Regions from separate parts of the Ovis aries genome. Here region 2 is linked to region 1. Evidence: chromatin contacts called from public Hi-C data. All regions are on one chromosome and are shown on one strand. Each heading gives the region's core, a stretch centred on a gene start, on an enhancer-like site or on the middle of the called end of the contact. The rest is flanking DNA. Distances are from core to core; before and after follow the strand shown.

Region 1 (3,007 bases), core at 267-2,766:
TAAGTTATGTATTCAAAAAATTATTGCTTAGAAGAGATATAAACGCAAACAAGTAAAAACACAAACTGAAACTAGGTGAAACAGTTAAAAGAAACACTTCCAGAGTTAAGAAATACCTGTAATATACGTAAACATGTAATAAATAAAAACGCACGAAATATTACAAGTAACATTCTTGAAGGATTTAATGCACTGCCTAAAACTGACTTGGTCTGCACAAACTAAAATGTAAGGCAGAAATCTTACTACTAGCAAAACTACCTTTAAGAATTATCAGCACTACTGACTTTCAGGTGATAACAAACATTCCCCTCTCCTTTTTGCAAATGCTTTCCTTTAAAAGTGAAAGATTAATTAGAAACGACTATACAAAGAAGATTTACACTAATTCAAAATGATACATTAATTATCTTGAGACTTTCTGGCACTTAAAATATAAGATGAGCCAGACTTCCCTGAGGACCTACTTCATAACTTTACGATAATGCAGCATCACCATAACACACAAGAACCATGCACAAAACTCCCCCAAATAAAAAGCAAAGCCAAGTTGACGCTAATTCGTGGCCCAGATAATCGTTCTTAGTTCCCACACAATGTTTCTGAATATCAACTTGAAATGTTAGTGAATTTTTAAAGACTTGTAAGTCCGTTCATAAATTAAACCTTGAATCTTTAAACATCACCATTGGGTTGCATCAATTCGTTTTGTTCTACACTGTTGATATTTTAAACTCTGAATACTGGGAAATTTATAAGTCAAGAAAAAAGTCATTGAGTCAGTTCTCTCATACCACCCCACCTCTCAAAGCCCAAACAAACAAAAAGTAAAACCTCCTCCCCAACTTTTCTCTTTATACAAGCAGTTAAACTACTTTTCAAAAGCTAGCCTGGCTCTCAATTCTCTATTGCACCTTTACCTTATAACAAAACGGAGCCTGGACAAGACTAATTAAGCTCTGTTTCTAGATTCACAAGTGGCGTCAGGTCTGGGAGGAGGAAGGCCCCCTAGTTTTTGGACCCCTCTCCCAGCACTTCGCACCCTTTCAAGTATGAAGAAGAGGGAACAGGAAGACTGGGCCCGAAAGGGCAGGAGCCGGGGCCTAGACCACTGAACGGTCCCCAAAACGGCTCGCGCGATAAAAAGGAGGCAATGAGAACCTGACGCCGGAGGCCAGGGGTGTCCTCGCAAACCAAGGAAGCGCTTGGATTTGGAGCTCAACGCTCGGGACCCCCTTCACCGCCTCCTTTACCCTCCCTTCCCCCATGCTAGAGAAGCAGGGCGCGGGCCCGGTGCGGGAAGGGGGAGGAGGTAAACTCGTCCTGTCACTGCATCGGGAGAGGCTGGAAGGAGCACATGTTCTACGGGGAGAGGCCGCGGCCGCCCCTGCCCCGGCTCCTAAAGCCAGAAACCACCTCCAGCCCCAGAGTTCTGTTCCCTGCGCCTCACCAGGTCGTAGTCCTCCTCATCATCGCACATGAAATCATCCTCCATGTCAGACATCTTGGCTGGGACGGGGGGAGGGGGGAGGAGAAATTGGAGACAACCTCCTCCCACAATCCTCAGCGGCTCAGAGGCGTCACTCCCAGCTTCTCGCCTTCCCGACACTCTTAGAGGAGCTGAATGTTTCCTCCCGGAACAAATGAGCTCGGTTTTGAGAGGATTCGCTACGACGCTAAAAGCGATTGCACCGTGCCCCTCTTCCTGTGAGACTGTTGGTGCCTTAGCAACAAAACCTAGCAACTAGGGAATCTTCAAGTGCTTCGGGTTTCAGCTGAAGGGCCTTGGAAACCTTTCTCTCATAACGTGAGATTTCCAGCCTCCTGGGCAAGGGAACAGTCTCCTCCCTGCCTGGGACTCTGGAACCATTTCAGCCTGGTGAAAGTAAGAGGCAGTTTGGGACTAGAAGGCTTTCGCGGAGAAAAGTCTGACATGCCTATCCTGTGTGACAGGTAGTATTACTTTTGCCATGAGTACGGATGTGCATTTAACCCACACATTTTGGTGGGTGGTCCTGTGATGTTTGGAAACCTTTCAGCAGCACGGTTTACACGTAATGTTTGTTATATTTGTAGTAGGCAAAACAACTCTGTGGATATCCTAAATTAAGTATCAATCTATTGAGGTACTTGAAGTTTTATTCAGTTGTTCAACGAATTATAAATTAAACTTTATTGCCTATGGGACCAAAGTAAGGTAGCAGTTAACAACTGTTTTTTTAAAAAAATCATTATTGCTGCACAGCATCATCAGTAGAATTCGAAATATTAATAAAAATTGAAATTGACATGAAGGGAGAAAATACTGCTTTTCAAACAGCATTTTCCGTATAAACTTCAGTTTTGTCCACTTGAATTCACAAATTTTATATAGTTAACAGCACAGACATAATTTCGGATGCTTTTTTGCATCTAGTTATGTAACAGCATAGGACAATGTATTAAATATATTGTTGACAAGCATTATTTTAATAGTGGCATAATAAGCCTTTGGTTGAATGCAGTGTAATTTACTTAAGTGAAATGAAGTCTCTCAGTCGTGTCCGACTCTTTGCGACCCAATGGAGCCTACGAGGCTCCATCCATGAGATTTTACATGCAAAAATACTGGAGTGGGTTGCCATTTCCTTCTCTAGAGGACCTAAGCATGCTATTATTGTTATACATTTCGAATAATACAGTAATAACATTATTTTAAACTATTTTGGAGGGAGTATTTTTGTCACTAATTTTTTTTCTTAGGTAAAATTCCAAGAAGAGGAATTGCAAGCTGGATTTTTTTAGTTGTTGTTGTTCTGGCAGTTACTCAGTAAGTAACTGCTTTACTTTTTCTTTTTATTTTCCTGGCTGCCCCAGGATACAGAATCTTAGTTCTCTGACTGTGCTCCCTGCAGGGGAAGCATGGAGTCTTAACCACTGGATCAGTCAGGGAAGTCCCTGGATATATTAGTACTCATTTGCTTTTGTTTTTATTTTAATAATTCAAAAAAATTTTACTGGAGTATAG
Region 2 (3,007 bases), core at 282-2,781, 270 kb before region 1:
CTATAAAAAATAAAACAAGACACCATTAAATTGACAAAGTTGTTAAAGTTCAACAAAATCATGTGTTGCAGGGGTGTGGATATTCTTGAACACCACTGCCCAGTGCTTAAATCTGTACAATAACTTTCAGAGGAATTTCACGTTTATTAAAACTAAAGTTTGCATAACTTGTAATTCCACCTTTCCGCTTCTAGGTTTTTACTAGAGAGAAGTATTGGCACACGAAGATATTCATTTACCCATACAATACAAAAAAAAAAAAAAGGAAAATTCTTTGTGCATAGTTAAGTCAACTACAGTATAGCTACACAAACAGAATACTATGAAAACATGTCTGTGTATACTAACCGCTAAATCTACAAGATTTAGGGGGTTTTTGCTTTTTTATAAGTTGAAGGCAATTATGTAAGACGTTAAAAATATAAGATTTTTCCATGAGACTTAAAAGATTCACATAAATGCACGGGAAAAGACTTACAGAACACACAGCAAATTAAGTGTAAAGTCACCTCCTGCGGGGGACAAAAATGGGCCCATGTATTTCTTCTCTGCATATTTTTTAAAGAACACCAATAATATGCTTATTTGTGATTTAACATTTTTTAAATGAGAAAAATAGAAGAGAGGGATGGATGAGTTCTTAATATGCTGATGTATGGCTAAGAACACCTTGTGGTTTTCAGGTGCAGATTTAGCGGTTATTAGCGAAGAGATAGGAGAAGGGAATGGCAACGCACTCCAGTACTCTTGCCTGGCAAATCCCATGGACGGAGGAGCCTGGTAGTCTGCAGTCCATGGGGTCACACAGAGTCGGACACGACTGAAGCGACTTAGCAGCAGCAGCGCAGAGATAAACTTAGTTAAAACCTTGGAGCAGAAGCGACTGCCTGGGGATGGAGGTAAGAGGAGCGGCAGAAAGAGGAGAGCGAGAAAGGAGAGGGGCGAGAGGGGAGGAAGATTAAGGGGTCTTCAGTTCAGTTCAGTCGCTCAGTGGTGTCCGACTCTTTGCGACCCCTGGACTGCAGCACGCCAGGCCTCCCTGTCCATCATCAACTCCCGGAGTTTACTCGAACTCATGTCCATTGAGTCGGTGATGCCATCCAACCATCTCATCCTCTGTCGTCCCCTTCTCCTCTCGCCCTCAATCTTTCCCACCTTCTGTAAGGGGTCTTACAGAAGGCATATAGAGTATTTTCAAGTTTATAGCCTCATAAGCAGCAGAACGGTTAGGTAAGGTGCCAAGCAATGCACAGCCCTAGGTCTGAAATTCGAACGCACGGAGCGCAGACCACCGAGCACTGGGAATGTCCCCCAGAGGGCGATGGGGGGCACTCAGTTCAGTTCAGTCGCTCAGTCGTGTCCTACTCTTTGCGACTCCATGAATCGCAGCACGCCAGGCTCCCCTGTCGATAACCAGAGCCGCGCTCTGAGCAGGAGGCGGTGTTTGGGGGTCGCGCACACGCACGAGGTCACGCAAGCGCACGGCGCTTGCGCAAGCGCACAACCGCACGCCCGCGTATATCCGAGCTTGTGGAAAACGAACGAATTGTGGGGAGGTTGCGCTGCTTGCACTATGTCTGAAATGAACGAGCTGTCCGAGCTCTATGAGGAGAGCAACGATCTGCAGATGGATGTGATTCCTGGTGAGAGTGACCTTCCGCATATGGAGGTAGGCGGCGGGAGCCGGGAGCTATCCCCGAACCCCTCCCGCGCCGGGGCCCCGCCACAACTGGAGGAGGAAGGCCCAATGGAGGAGGAGGCGACCCAGCCAATGGCGGAGCCACAGGGGCCCCGAGGCCTCGCTAGCCGGCCCAGCCCTGGGGAGCAGCCAGGCCAGATCGCGGGCCCTGATTTCGAGAGCGAGGACGAGGGCGAGGAATTCGATGTCTGGGAGGACGACTATGACTATCCTGAAGAGGAGCCGCTCAGTGGTGCGGGCTACAGAGTTTCAGCGGCCCTTGAAGAAGCCAACAAGATGTTTCTGAGAACCTCCAGAGCCAGAGAAGCAGCTCTGGATGGCGGGTTTCAGATGCATTATGAGAAGACCCCGTTTGATCAATTGGCTTTTATCGAAGAGCTTTTTTCACTTATGGTTGTCAATCGTCTGACCGAAGAACTCGGCTGTGATGAGATCATTGACAGAGAGTAGTTAAATGCTGTTAAGAGAGGAGGAAGCTGCTTGAGGAGAGACCCAACATTCCACTGTCTTTTGAGTTCATTCCAAATAGTTCTGTGCCAATGAAAAACTTAATCTTCCCCCCCCAAAAAAAATTTTTTTTTTTTTGCTGAGTAGAATAAGGTAGTGACTGCACAGTTATGAAAAAGAAAGAAAATTGTTAAAGAAGAGTATCTTAGTACTGTTGAAACCTGTTTTCAAGAATGTCCAGAGACACTTATGGCTTTGACTTTGTTGTTTATTCAGAGTAATTTCCTTGCATTGAGGAAGATAATCTTTTCATGTTTCACTGTAAGGAATGGCTTTGCAAGAATAAATTATGACCAAGACAGACTGCCAGTACCAGAGCCCACTGATGATAATTATATGAGAAAAAGTAACTGATGTATCCATTTTAGGACATAAGATGTCTTTGAGTTATTTGGACTGAAAGCATATTGAGAAAACTTTAAAGATTCAATTTTGTGATCTATCCGAGCTGTGGTTAAGGCTAAATTTTAAGTGTAAAATAAATCTACCGAGTATTCTTCAGTATCTCAAAGGATAATCTAGACCCAAAAGAAGTATGTGTCTTGTGTGCTATTAAAATGTGTTTCCAAGAACAACTGAGATTTTGTTTGTACATATATCTTGATCATTTTTAAAGCTACTGTAATCTTTAATTCAAGAAAATTCATTGCCTTGAACATATTTTAAAGTCAAAACTTAAGACGTCCTTAATAAAGTTTCAAATTTAGACTGTAAAATGTACATGAAGGTACAAAGAACACAAACTCTTGAAACATCTGTATATACTAGAGAATTTTCTGTTTCACTTGCTCTCTTTTTTTC

What was found. Hi-C and Micro-C count contacts between places; a contact is called where the count stands out from the background.
Region 2: a contact with region 1 is called in a Hi-C map of omental adipose tissue, with 2.7 times the contacts expected there. The contact joins the promoter of EID1 here to the promoter of COPS2 in region 1. A contact is called at or near these places in 6 of 16 Hi-C or Micro-C datasets (hypothalamus, liver, mesenteric adipose tissue and 2 more).

What each region holds. Positions count from the first base shown.
Region 1 is chr7:59,208,323-59,211,329 of ARS-UI_Ramb_v3.0, reverse strand. It overlaps COPS2 (COP9 signalosome subunit 2), which reads right to left and starts at 1,516. Exons shown (of 13, transcript XM_004010627.6): 1 at 1,451-1,516. The coding sequence starts at 1,504. GALK2 (galactokinase 2) reads left to right here and starts at 1,708. Exons shown (of 10, transcript XM_004010625.5): 1 at 1,708-1,953. The coding sequence starts at 1,934.
Region 2 is chr7:59,480,770-59,483,776 of ARS-UI_Ramb_v3.0, reverse strand. It overlaps EID1 (EP300 interacting inhibitor of differentiation 1), which reads left to right and starts at 1,531. Exons shown (of 1, transcript XM_004010632.5): 1 at 1,531-3,007. The coding sequence starts at 1,574. The coding sequence ends at 2,149. All of the region lies in intron 4 of SHC4 (SHC adaptor protein 4), which reads right to left.